Linked DNA regions of Mus musculus: all the other regions are linked to region 3. Evidence: chromatin contacts called from public HiChIP or PLAC-seq and Micro-C data. All regions are on one chromosome and are shown on one strand. The core of a region is the stretch at or near the end of the contact, and the rest is flanking DNA. Distances in the headings are between cores, read along the strand shown.

Evidence for each region. A called contact is a pair of places that touch in the nucleus more often than the background predicts. HiChIP or PLAC-seq counts read pairs in DNA pulled down with a chosen protein or histone mark.
Region 1: a contact with region 3 is called in an H3K4me3 HiChIP or PLAC-seq map of intestinal villus epithelium, with 18 times the contacts expected there. The contact joins two enhancer-like sites. A contact is called at or near these places in 4 of 15 datasets of contacts at CTCF or cohesin (the NIH/3T3 cell line, embryonic stem cells, large pre-B cells and 1 more), 50 of 484 Hi-C or Micro-C datasets (B cells, the Ba/F3 cell line, the C2C12 cell line and 31 more), 6 of 115 datasets of contacts at active chromatin or transcription factors (the 230-238 cell line, bone marrow-derived dendritic cells, intestinal villus epithelium and 3 more) and 1 of 9 other capture datasets (embryonic stem cells).
Region 2: a contact with region 3 is called in a Micro-C map of B cells, with 2.9 times the contacts expected there. The contact joins the promoter of Gsx1 here to the enhancer-like site in region 3. A contact is called at or near these places in 16 of 39 promoter capture datasets (the 3T3-L1 cell line, 3T3-L1-derived adipocytes, the HPC-7 cell line and 10 more), 1 of 484 Hi-C or Micro-C datasets (B cells), 3 of 115 datasets of contacts at active chromatin or transcription factors (embryonic midbrain, embryonic stem cells and large pre-B cells) and 1 of 9 other capture datasets (embryonic stem cells).

Annotation. Positions count from the first base shown.
Region 1 is chr5:147,234,170-147,237,688 of GRCm38.p6, forward strand. The region is part of intron 3 of Plut (PDX1 associated lncRNA, upregulator of transcription); the gene reads right to left. It overlaps Gm38750 (a long non-coding RNA gene), which reads right to left. Exons shown (of 3, transcript XR_868709.1): 2 at 3,143-3,340; 3 at 2,709-3,007. Among named protein-coding and RNA genes, the nearest start is that of Gm38750, 2.7 kb to the right of the region's middle. Within about 2 kb of position 1,437, at least 20 of the 459 cell types and tissues checked have an H3K27ac peak or open chromatin away from gene starts, as enhancers often do. A contact at or near this core is called in the HL-1 cell line, intestinal villus epithelium and pancreatic cancer cells, where this site is marked.
Region 2 is chr5:147,186,844-147,190,562 of GRCm38.p6, forward strand. It overlaps Gsx1 (GS homeobox 1), which reads left to right and starts at 1,853. Exons shown (of 2, transcript NM_008178.2): 1 at 1,853-2,455; 2 at 2,935-3,719. The coding sequence starts at 2,047. The coding sequence ends at 3,311.
Region 3 is chr5:146,673,679-146,677,425 of GRCm38.p6, forward strand. No RefSeq gene overlaps it. Among named protein-coding and RNA genes, the nearest start is that of Gm34700, 25 kb to the right of the region's middle. Within about 2 kb of position 2,488, at least 117 of the 459 cell types and tissues checked have an H3K27ac peak or open chromatin away from gene starts, as enhancers often do. A contact at or near this core is called in B cells, the HL-1 cell line, the HPC-7 cell line and 4 more, where this site is marked.

The DNA.
Region 1 (3,519 bases), core at 187-2,686, 560 kb after region 3:
CTTCAGGATGATGGTCTATCAGCTTCCTTCCATTTCAAGAGGACTGACTGGAGGGCTCTGACAGGCCTGGTGTCAACAGTTGCGTGCTGCTGTGGTTAGCCATCTTCACGTTTCCTTGTGTGAATGTTGAACCTAAGCTGCAGGAAGCAGAACCGTGGCCTTCTCAGGAAATGTTTACATGTGTTCTTCAGGAAGGATTTTCCTTTCCACTCAGTGTTGGGAAAACAGGGCAAACAGCTGTGCTTTCTAAGGCCCACATTCCACCATCAGCCTTTCAGATCAGAATAAAGGACTTTTCTTATTGCCACCAGTTTGCCATAACTCAAGACATGTACCCCGTGTGAGGTCTGGAAGAGTCTTTGCTGGATGCGATCACAGGGGTCAGATAAAATGATATGCCCCTCCCACAAGGCCAACGCTAATGTTGACAGGAGGAAGGAAATGGCCCAAAAGTAAATGGAAGAGAAGGAGGAGGGTGAAAGGGGAGAGGGAGGAGGGTGGAATGGATGAGGCATTACTTACAGGGGTGTGGCCAACTTACCAGTGACCACAAGGCTAAAGAAAAATGTCTCTCTGTCCCTCAGAAAACATTAGCTTCTTTCAACCCTGATCAGAATCATGGGGATGGAGACATGACTCAGTGGCGAGGAGCCCTGGCTGCTCTTCCAAAGAGCCCAGGTTCAATTCCCAACCCAGGCATGGTGGTTCACACTCCTATAACTCCAATTCCAGGAGATGTGACGCCCGCTCCTGGCCTCCTTGGGCACTTGTCATGCAGGTGTTTCACAGATATCCATGCAGGCCAAACACCCGTATATACAAAGTAAGTAAATGAATACAATATAAAAAAATAATTTTTAATTGTTGGGACACACTGACATCTCAACAGGGCATATAACCCCTTTAAGTGGAGACCCTGATTGACTGAGGGAGTAGTAGGAAGGAAGAGAATAGCCTTTCTGGTGGTGGTCGGGTCCCTCACCTTTCTGATGGCAGTCGGTACCTCCGCAGCTCCTCCACCCCATATTCATTGACTCTTAAGTGCCAAGTGTGGTCATGCACCGCAGTCACCCACGGACACGGCTAAACTAGACTTCCGATCTCCACCCTAGCACACACCTACCAAACCAAAATTTTTGAAGAGGAGCTAGTTTAAGAGGCGAGGGGGTGTGGCTCAGCATCAGGGGGCTCCCAGATTCTATGCCTCACACCCAAAAGTGAAATCAGAGCTTTTACGTACCTGCTTGGGGGATCCGGTGCGGCACCAGGTCGGGCACCAAACTGTGAAAGTCCTCTGCAGACCCTGTCTCCTTCTCTAGCTGTCCTTGGGTCACAAGGGCAGCAGCTTGGTTAGTCACTCCATGACCTGCCTTGCCACTGCCTAACCTGTACTTCAGGGTGCCTCATAAGAAGTATAAGGAACGGCTGACTCACCCCAAGAACTTTGAAACCTGCAGATATAAGGTGGTGCCAACTCCTCACTGTACTTACCGGCACACCACAGAGAGCGCTCTTTGAGGACGTCTCAGCCACAGCTTCGCTGCCCACATGTCTGTCTTCCGTGACCTAAGTGACTGACCCCATAGCTCCTTGCTATATGAGAATCACAGAGCAAAGCATTTCCTCCGTAGCCTTTCTTCCTGGGATCTGCCCAGAACCTAGTGTTGAGTTTAATGCCGTGGACCTTAAACACTCCTCAGAGAACTAGCAGCAGTCAGCACACCACGCCTTTGCCAGGCGGCCAAAAGTCTCGGCGGGGCCAGTGGCTTTTATCCTGCAGATACCGAATTTCACATCTATCAATATTATCAGCTGGAGTGTTGTCGTTTTTATAAATGAGAACTGACTGCCCATAAATCATTCTCTGAGCAGGCCATTGTCAGGAGAAAGTGGCCATTCAGTTTACAAGCTAGCCAGACAGGTGTGCTAGTCACAAAGTCAGCAGATCTGGCAGGGAGAGAGAGCTCTCTTGTTCCTTCACTCCTGCAGAACACACACGGCTGGGACAGAGGCCATCGCCAGCAATCCCTGGCCTCTGCCTGTGATTTCCTCAATGTTCAGAGCCACAGCACGGAAGCCGCTCATGGCTGCAGCAGTGGTTCTCAACCTTCCTAATGTGGTGACCCTATTTAATAGGGTTCCTCATGTTGTGGGAACATTCTTTTTATTGCTACTTCATAACTGCAACTTTGCTATTGTTAGGACCTGTAATGTAAATTCCTGTGGTGCCTTCCAAAGGTCTGGCGGGGTGGGGGGGTGGGGGGGTCATGACCCACAGGTTGAGAACCTCTGGTTTAGAGGCTGAGGACATGCAGGGTGGAATCTTCCCTCAGCCCTCCTACCTCACTCCCTCTAACCCCATAACTGACATATCACTGGGATCTAGTTCAGATTTTCAAGTTGAGATGAAGTTTCATGACTGAAAAGACAATATAGATCCAGGTGTTGAGTACTTAGAATGGGTAAACTACTAGGATGTCTGTGAAATCCCTAGTTTGTCTCTCTCTCTCTCTCTCTCTCTCTCTCTCCCTCCCTTCCTTCCTTCCTTCTTTCTTTCTTTACTTTCTTTTCTTTCTTTCTCTCTCTCTCCCTTCCTTGCTTCCTTTCTCTTTTTGAGACAGAGTTTCTTCACGTAGCTCTGGCTGTCCTGGAACTTGCTCTGTAGACCAGGCTGGCCTTGAACTCAAAGATTCAGCTGCCTCTGCTTCCCGGGTGCTGGGACTAAAGGTGTGCGTCACCACTGCCCAGCTTTTCAGTCTCAGTTTCCTGATTCAGAAGGTCTGGCTGGCGCCTTAGACCGTATTTTGTAGAAGCTCGCGGGAGATGTTTGTGCTGATCCGAGGACCACATGTTGAGAAGCCCTGCTTTGTCTGTGATACTCACCAGAATTGCAATGTCACAGTTCAGACTTATCCCTGAGCAGACCTGACCTTCCCACTCCAACACTTCCACGTCTTCTCCTGGATCCAGGCTCTCTGGGGTCTGTCCTCCATACCCAGGTCTCTGCCTGGAGAAACCTGACAGTCATTTTCGTCCATTACTCTGTCTAAGGGAGCAGAGGAGGGACAATCCCATCGCAATCGAGTTGGGAACGGCTGCTGTCCAAGCAGCAGTCTCTCTTGGGAGCGTATGGGTGGCATACCTGGCTGTGTACCTCCATGGGGTGGGTCACCATTTCTTCTGTCTTCATATCCGACAAGCTCGTGTTCTTGGTATCCAAAGCAACCAAACCCGAGTCTCCTCAGACACACGTGGCTTTAAGAAAAACGTGCAACAGTCGCATTCAAGAAAAAGAGCGTGTCATCCAGACCAGAGCTCTGGTGGGCCGGTGCTGTGCTGTCTAGGAGAAATACGGAGTCACAGGTCGTATCCCCTCTTCAGCCATTCACCCTTTACCTTGTATCATCTCCCACAGTCTGTCTTTGGCAAGGAGCCTGGGCCTTTGTGAGCCTTCACCCTCATTTCATGTCCCCACCCCCACCCCACCCCGCCCCCAGTCACTTTTCTTTGTCCTCAAAG
Region 2 (3,719 bases), core at 603-3,102, 510 kb after region 3:
GCACCTCGGCTGACTTGCCAGCTTTGGAGCGCAGCAGCCTCCCCCTTCTACCCTCGGGCAGCGTCCACACCCGTTCCGCCCTAACCCGCCTCAGCCCAGCGGGGAGCCCCTCTCTAGTCTCAGCTCTCCCGCCACCCAGCCCAGCCCAAATTTCCCAGAGAGCAATTAGAACGGGAATTAGGCTGCATTGATGCGTACCGGCTGGTTTGCGGGAGCTTTGGGGCCGAGACCATAGCTTGGGGGCACCGCATGCCAAGCACCAGGGGACCACTGAGCCCTCACTCTTGCTAGATGGCGAGATGGCACGCCCTCCACGCAGGTTAGCTCCCCCTATGGCGACCCTCCCATTGTCGAGGCAGTTGCTCTCACACACACCCTCTCCCATAACAAATCATCTTTGATTTTTTTAACCAGTTGTTTGTGGCGGCTCGGATGTCATGAACACTGCAAACCCATACAGAGGCCTCGGGTTTGGGCGGCCTTGCACTGATTCATCCACCCCCTCCGTAAAGCTCCCCTTTCTTGGTCTCACGATTCCGTTCACGGTTCAGAGCAGGTGACTGTGGCGATTTGTAAAATCGAAAGTAGTAAATTCGAAATCTTTTATGCTAATTTCTCATTGTATGTTAAACGCACAGGGACAGAGACAGCTCTGAATCCCGGGATGATTTTTTTAAAAAACTGAAGCTGTGTACACAGAGCGTGGCATTTGAAGTTGTTTAACCATTGTGTTACCAGAAAGAAAGAAAAAAAAGAGTGCGGCGACGGTAGGAGGAAGCAAAGGGCAACAGAAACTGGGAAAGACAGAAGAGTGCTCTTCCTTTCTCTCCAGCCGTGGGAAGCAACGCTTTCGAGTGCACCGGCGTGTCTAGTGGAGTGTGTGCGAGTGGAGAGTGCGCGCGCAACGTCTGTGAGAGTCTACACCATCCACACTCACCACGTTTGGTGGGGTGGGAAAGCTTCATACCCACGAATTCGGCTCTCACTCCCCTTGCTATGTATCTGTCCGTATTTTCAAAGACTACCCACCCGCGTACTTGTTTTGTTGCTATTTCTTTACATACACGGCCCTGTTGTTGAAGGGAAGAGCTGGTTGGCCAAGGGTCCACCGAACAAAGATGAGGAGTCACAGGCAACACCAAAATTGGGAGCCTTTGATTTTCTGAGAAAACACGGACAGAGATGAGGTTAGTCTCCAATGAGGACTAGGGAGCCTTTCTCTCATCCTCTGAGGCGCACTCAGAAACCTTGTTTTTCTGTCTCCAAATAGTGCGAGAGAAGAGACTCCACAGGTGGGAATGGTGGCCGCCCATTAGGATGCTTCATAGGATGCAGAGCTGAGCTTCGAGAACTAAGCGAAAGCGATACACTTGGTGGAACTGGGGTGGGGGGAACGAGCAAGGAAGAAGTAACAGAAAGAAAGGGACCAGGATCAAGTGGGCAGAGGAGATGGGTGTGCGCCCACGGGGATCTGTGCAAGCGAGGCAGCACGGGTGCGGAAATCAATAAGATAAATGGACCGATCGCCAGCGCAAAGCCAAAGGAAAGTAAGAAATAAAGAGAAAGAAAAGAATATTAAATCGCGGGAGAATGAGAAAATAAACCCGAAAAGGGAAGAGGAGGGGGGCGAGTGCGCCTGTTACGGCGTGGGTGGGGTTGACAAGAATAGAGTACATTATGCAGTTCATTTAGTTAACAAGTGAAATAATGAGGAAGCGTGCAGAGTGAATGCCAAGAGAAAGGGCACAAAAACCCTATTGAGAGGCCCCGGCCGCTCCTGGCGTAGCCCATCACATGGCAATAGTCCTATTTAAGCGGCGCCGCCGGCGTCTTTCAGCACCACTAGCGCTGGCCAGCACCTCGCCCGCTCCGGGAGGTGCCCGCAGCAGCAGCCAAGGTGATTCCAGCCCGGGCTTGAGCCGCGCGTGGAGCCTCCGGGGCCCGGGAAGCTGCGGGTGGCCGCGGCCAGGGGAAGCTACGACAGGATCTGCAGTTCCCTCGGGCTCCAGGGGCGGGCTGGCGGCAGGTGGACCGCGCGCCGGAGCCATGCCGCGCTCCTTCCTGGTGGATTCCCTTGTGCTGCGGGAAGCCAGCGACAAGAAGGCTCCGGAGGGCAGCCCGCCACCGCTCTTCCCCTACGCGGTCCCGCCGCCGCACGCGCTCCACGGCCTCTCGCCGGGCGCCTGCCACGCGCGCAAGGCCGGCTTGCTGTGCGTGTGTCCCCTCTGTGTCACCGCTTCGCAGCTGCACGGGCCCCCCGGGCCGCCGGCACTGCCGCTACTCAAGGCGTCCTTCCCTCCCTTCGGATCGCAGTACTGCCACGCACCCCTGGGCCGCCAGCACTCCGTGTCCCCTGGAGTCGCCCACGGCCCGGCTGCGGCCGCAGCAGCTGCTGCACTCTACCAGACCTCCTACCCGCTGCCGGATCCCAGACAGTTTCACTGCATCTCTGTGGGTAAGCGGGGTCCCCGCGCGAAATTGGGGGGCGGTGGTCCCGGGGTGGGGGGAAGTGAGTGAGCTAGGGATGGGGAAACGGCGCGCTATGGGGGACGGTGAGGATACTCGAGGGGCGCTCACAGTGCTAGACTGGGACCGGACGTAGGAACCGGGGAGAAGCCAGAAAGATCCTGGGGCGAAGGGGAAGGGGTTAAGGCCAGCTTTGAGATGTTCCTTAAAGGGGTGTTAGGGACAACCGATTCCGAGGAGAATTGGAGTCTGTGACTTGGCAAGGAGGCACCCGCCTGTGGAGTGATGAATGGAAGGATGGAAGGGATGTGTGCCTGATTCCAAGGTTGAGGCTAGCCTCAGTTCAGCGGGAAATTAGGCCCAAGGCTCAGAGGTTTGATGATCTCTCTCTCTCTCTCTCTCTCTCTCTCTCTCTCTCTCTCTCTCTCTCTCTTTCCCTCCCTCCCCCCCCCCCCCATCGCCCTCCAGACAGCAGCTCGAACCAGCTGCCCAGCAGCAAGAGGATGCGGACGGCGTTCACCAGCACACAGCTCCTGGAGCTGGAGCGAGAGTTCGCCTCCAACATGTACCTCTCCCGCCTGCGGCGCATCGAGATCGCGACCTATCTGAACCTGTCCGAGAAGCAGGTGAAGATCTGGTTTCAGAACCGCCGGGTGAAGCACAAGAAAGAAGGCAAAGGCAGTAACCACCGCGGCGGAGCTGGGGCGGGGGCCGGCGGGGGCGCACCGCAAGGCTGCAAGTGCTCTTCGCTCTCCTCAGCCAAATGCTCAGAGGACGACGACGAATTGCCCATGTCTCCATCTTCCTCCGGGAAGGATGACAGAGATCTCACAGTCACTCCGTAGGTGCGCCTTTTAGAGGACCATTGGTTTCCCCACCCCCCACCCCGACCCTTCCCGCACTGGTCCCCAGGCACCCGCTGGCCAACCGACGGATTTCGTTGGGCTTTGCGGTGGTGCGCAGCTTTAGGCAGAGCTAAGACCTTAGCAGACACTTGAAGACAGTGCCCCTGTCCCTTGGGCTTCAGGGTGTTTAGGAGGACTCCAAGCGATGAAGGCTGAGTCCTCCTCCTAGGACACAGCCTCTTCTCCCAGGCACGCAGGCCGGAGCACAGCGCCTTGCTGACCGCCAGCGCCTCTTCGCCTGCCAACTCTGGGCTGGTTCAAGCTTCCTCGGTTCCACTATTCTCTCCTTCTCGGTCAATCTGGGCTTTTCACTCCGCGAGTGGCTGTTTGCTTTTCTTTTAACATTTC
Region 3 (3,747 bases), core at 1,238-3,737:
CCGATGACTCCTCTGCATGGGAGGCCATTAGGGAACCTGACATGATCCAGGAAGAAGCACAGAGCAATGAACCTAAGCAGAAGCAAGGGAAGTCAGCCAGAGAAATCATCCAAGGGAAGGGCTTTACGAGAAGAGGAGCCAGGCAGTGGTGGCGCACGCCTTTAATCCCAGCACTTGGGAGGCAGAGGCTGGCAGATTTCTGAGTTTGAGGCCAGCCTGGTCTACAGAATGAGTTCCAGGACAGCCGGGGCTATACAGAGAAACCCTATCTCGATAAGAGAGAGAGAGAGAGAGAGAGAGAGAGAGAGAGAGAGAGAGAGAGAGAGAGAGAGAGAGAGAGACCACTTCAACACTCAGGAGGCAGAGGTAAGCAGATCTCTGAGTTTGAAGCCAGCCTGATTTCCATAGCAATTTCCAAACCAGCCAAGGCTACATAGTAAGACTCTGGAGAAGAAAAATAGAAAGCGGGTAGAGGGAGATTGAATGTTTGTGTGATTGCCCAGCGTGCTAGGGAAGGAAAGAGGCTGTGTAGAGGGACACAGTCACAGAACACTGGCTGTGTAGCTAGTTGCCCTGAGTTCATGACCTCCACAGAATCCAAGCTAGACATATCCAGGTCACCTTGGCCCAGCCGACAGTAACTACTGTGACCTAAAAGATCTCATCTTTTAGAACATTTACACAGGGCTGCAGAGATGGCTCCGTGGTTAAGAGCACTGGTTTCTCCTGCAGAGGACCCAAGTTCAATTCCTGGCACCCACATGACAGCTCACAACCATCTGTAACTCCAGTTCTAGGGGATTCAATGGTCGTTCTGGCCTCTGCAGGCACAAGACATACATATGGTTCCCATACATATGTTCGGGCAAAACAGTCATACATTTAAATTAATTCAAACACCCTCCTCCTGGTGCCCATAATGCATGGTTTACTGACAGCAAACACGAGCCATCACCAAAGACCAGCATGGTGTGGGCCAGAAAGCCCCTCTCTACAGCCCTGCCCGAATTGTCAAGCCCCCCCTTACCCAGATGGCACCAAAACTGAGTTCCGGACGGCGCCAGCCCCGAGTTGAACAACTACCAAGCACTTGAACCAGGACCTTATATGGCGAAAAGCCAGCTCATTCCTGACACATCCAGGGTTCCCCACCTGACTTCTCTGTCCTCGGCGTTGCCCAAGAGCTGCTCCTATATACCTGAGCTTGTTTGCTGGCAATTAGGTCTGATCTGGTCACTTCCCAATGCATCCCCGCCCACACACACTCCCCCAACCTTTTTGGGAGGGGAGAAGGCGACGTGGGGGGATGATGAGAGAGGAAAGGAAGGAAAATTCTGGTTAATAGAAACCTCTTAAAAGTAAGGACAGGGTGAGATGCACACCACGTTTGGATTCTTGGTCCCTGTGGTTGCAGGTGGGGTTGCCATTACCCTCCCACCAGCGCCCTGAGTCTCCCGCCACAACTCCCGTCTGAGCAGGAGTCTCCGAGAGTCAAAGGGAACAGGAACTGTGTGTGTCCTGGACTCTGACAAACTGAGGACATGGTCTGACTGTGGCCTCAAGCAGGAGAGGGCACCCACCCCCACCCTCCACCCCAACCCCCACCCCCACCCCCATCCCCGTTTGAATACAACCCTGACCTTTTCTTCACCTGCCCTTGCAGGATTGGATAGTTAACAAAGCTGCAGTGTTCCATCCCGCCACAGGATGGCAGTATTGTCGCGGGTAACACACGGCCTTAGTCCCACGAAACAGCTTCCGCATTACTGAACCTCAGGAAACACACAGGCTGATAACTTATTATAAAATAACCATGAAGCTGCAAGTTAAAATAAAAATAACTATGATCACATAAAATAAACAACCTTTATTTATTAAACCTCCTTACTAAATATTTGGTGTGCAGGAAAAAAAAAATTCTTTCCAGGGTGAAATTGAAGATTGCATTCTGATGTCTCTAAGCTGTGTTTCAAGGGCCTTTCCCTTGAAGTGGAAGTGCTGCCAGGAGCCATGGCGAGAGGCGGACAGAATAGCATAGCGCTGGGGACAGAGGCCTGAGCTCCACCTACAATTGGACCGTGGCTCCAGAGGCTCTCTCTTGTGTCTGATTTCTGAATCCAAGAATGGCGGTGGGTCCCACTTCACGAGCTGTGAGGAGCCACAGAGCAAACGCCCATCAGGTAGTCAGTGGTGCATAATATGTGCTCAAAAGCAATTAACTTCAGCCATTCTCAACTTGCTGGGACCTCTTGGGGGAATCTTTAAAGTCATCTAGTTCCTTTGCAGTTGGAGGAAGCTCTTACCCATAATTCTCTTTCTACAGTTTCAACCTGCCTGTGGTTGGGTTGAAAACTAAATGGAAAAAAAAAAATCCAGAAATGAGCATTTCACAAGTTCTAAACAGTGCCTCATTCCAAGAAGTGGCACAGTGGCCTTTGTCATTCCGCTCCTCCCAGCCCGGGGTTGGTCATGCTTTTGTGTAGTGTATCCACACGGTACATGCTACCTGTTTTCTAGTTACCTAGGAGCTAACTCAGTTATCCGATTGACTGTCCTTGTACAGAGCATCTCTATCTTGGATAGTGTCCAAGAACCCTGCCGTTTCAGAAATCCTTGGGAGAGTGGGGCTGGGGGGGGGGGGAGCTGGAGAGGGTGGTCCTGGAAGGTATTCCTTGCAAGTAGGTCTCTGGTTCACCTGTGTTCATCATCAAGTCATTCAGAGTAGCCATGTGTCCCCCAGCATGAGGAGACCGCGGCCTCGGCACCCAATGGAATAGTACTCAGACTGAAAAGGAATAAAACCTGGCACATGTGACGGAGTGGCTAAAGCCAGGGGACACTTGGCTACTCTGAATGACTTGATGAAATAAGCCAGACCCGAGAAGAGAATTCCTGTATGATGTTACATACATGAGGTCAGACTTAGAAAGGAAGACTGGGGTGTTGGCTGCCAGGAGCTGGCCGCGGTGGGTGGAGGAAGTTAATGTTTAATGAAATCTGCTCCAGTTTCGGTTCTGCATGATGAAAAGCCGTGGAGGCAGATGGTGGGGGTTGCGCAAGGACTAGAAGGGACTCAATGCCGCCGAACCGCATGCATGATGACGGCCAACGTGGTCCTGTTTTATGGTATCTCAGTTAAAGCAGTATTTTATTATGTTAGAAAGAAGTGGTTTCCTTTCATGGGTCCACATGGTTGAGATCCTGTGGCTCTGGGTAAGACATAGAGTAAAATTTAAATTTAAATAGTGGCTCTTAAAAGGGACCCTCTCATCCCACAGAGTCTGACTCAAACTCAGCAGTGACCTCCTGAGGGTGATTGCAGCAGCTTGACATTCCCAGAGTCCTCTCTAATAGCAGTGACCTTCTACAACCCTGTCACCTACTGCCCTCAGGGGCTGAATGGGTTCAGGCCCCCACTCCACCCCACCCACCCCACCCCACCCCCATTCCTAAGCCCCAGAACCATCCACTGATTTCACCCTTCCCCCAGATTCTTTGTCCTCCTTGGGCCCCCAAAGAAGCTAAGAGGGCTTTGGGGGACTGCATTATACCCTAGAGGGATTTTAACCTTCCTTGGAAAGAATTCAGAGCTGGCAACAGACTCCTGACCCAGAACGCCCCCTTTGCCAGGAGTCGAGTTGACAGCCCAGCTGGCATGCAAATACGGACAGAACGGATGGGGACGCAAGTCCTTCAGTAGCAGAGTGAGAAGTCCATGCGAGACCAGCATTGCATGTCTCATACATG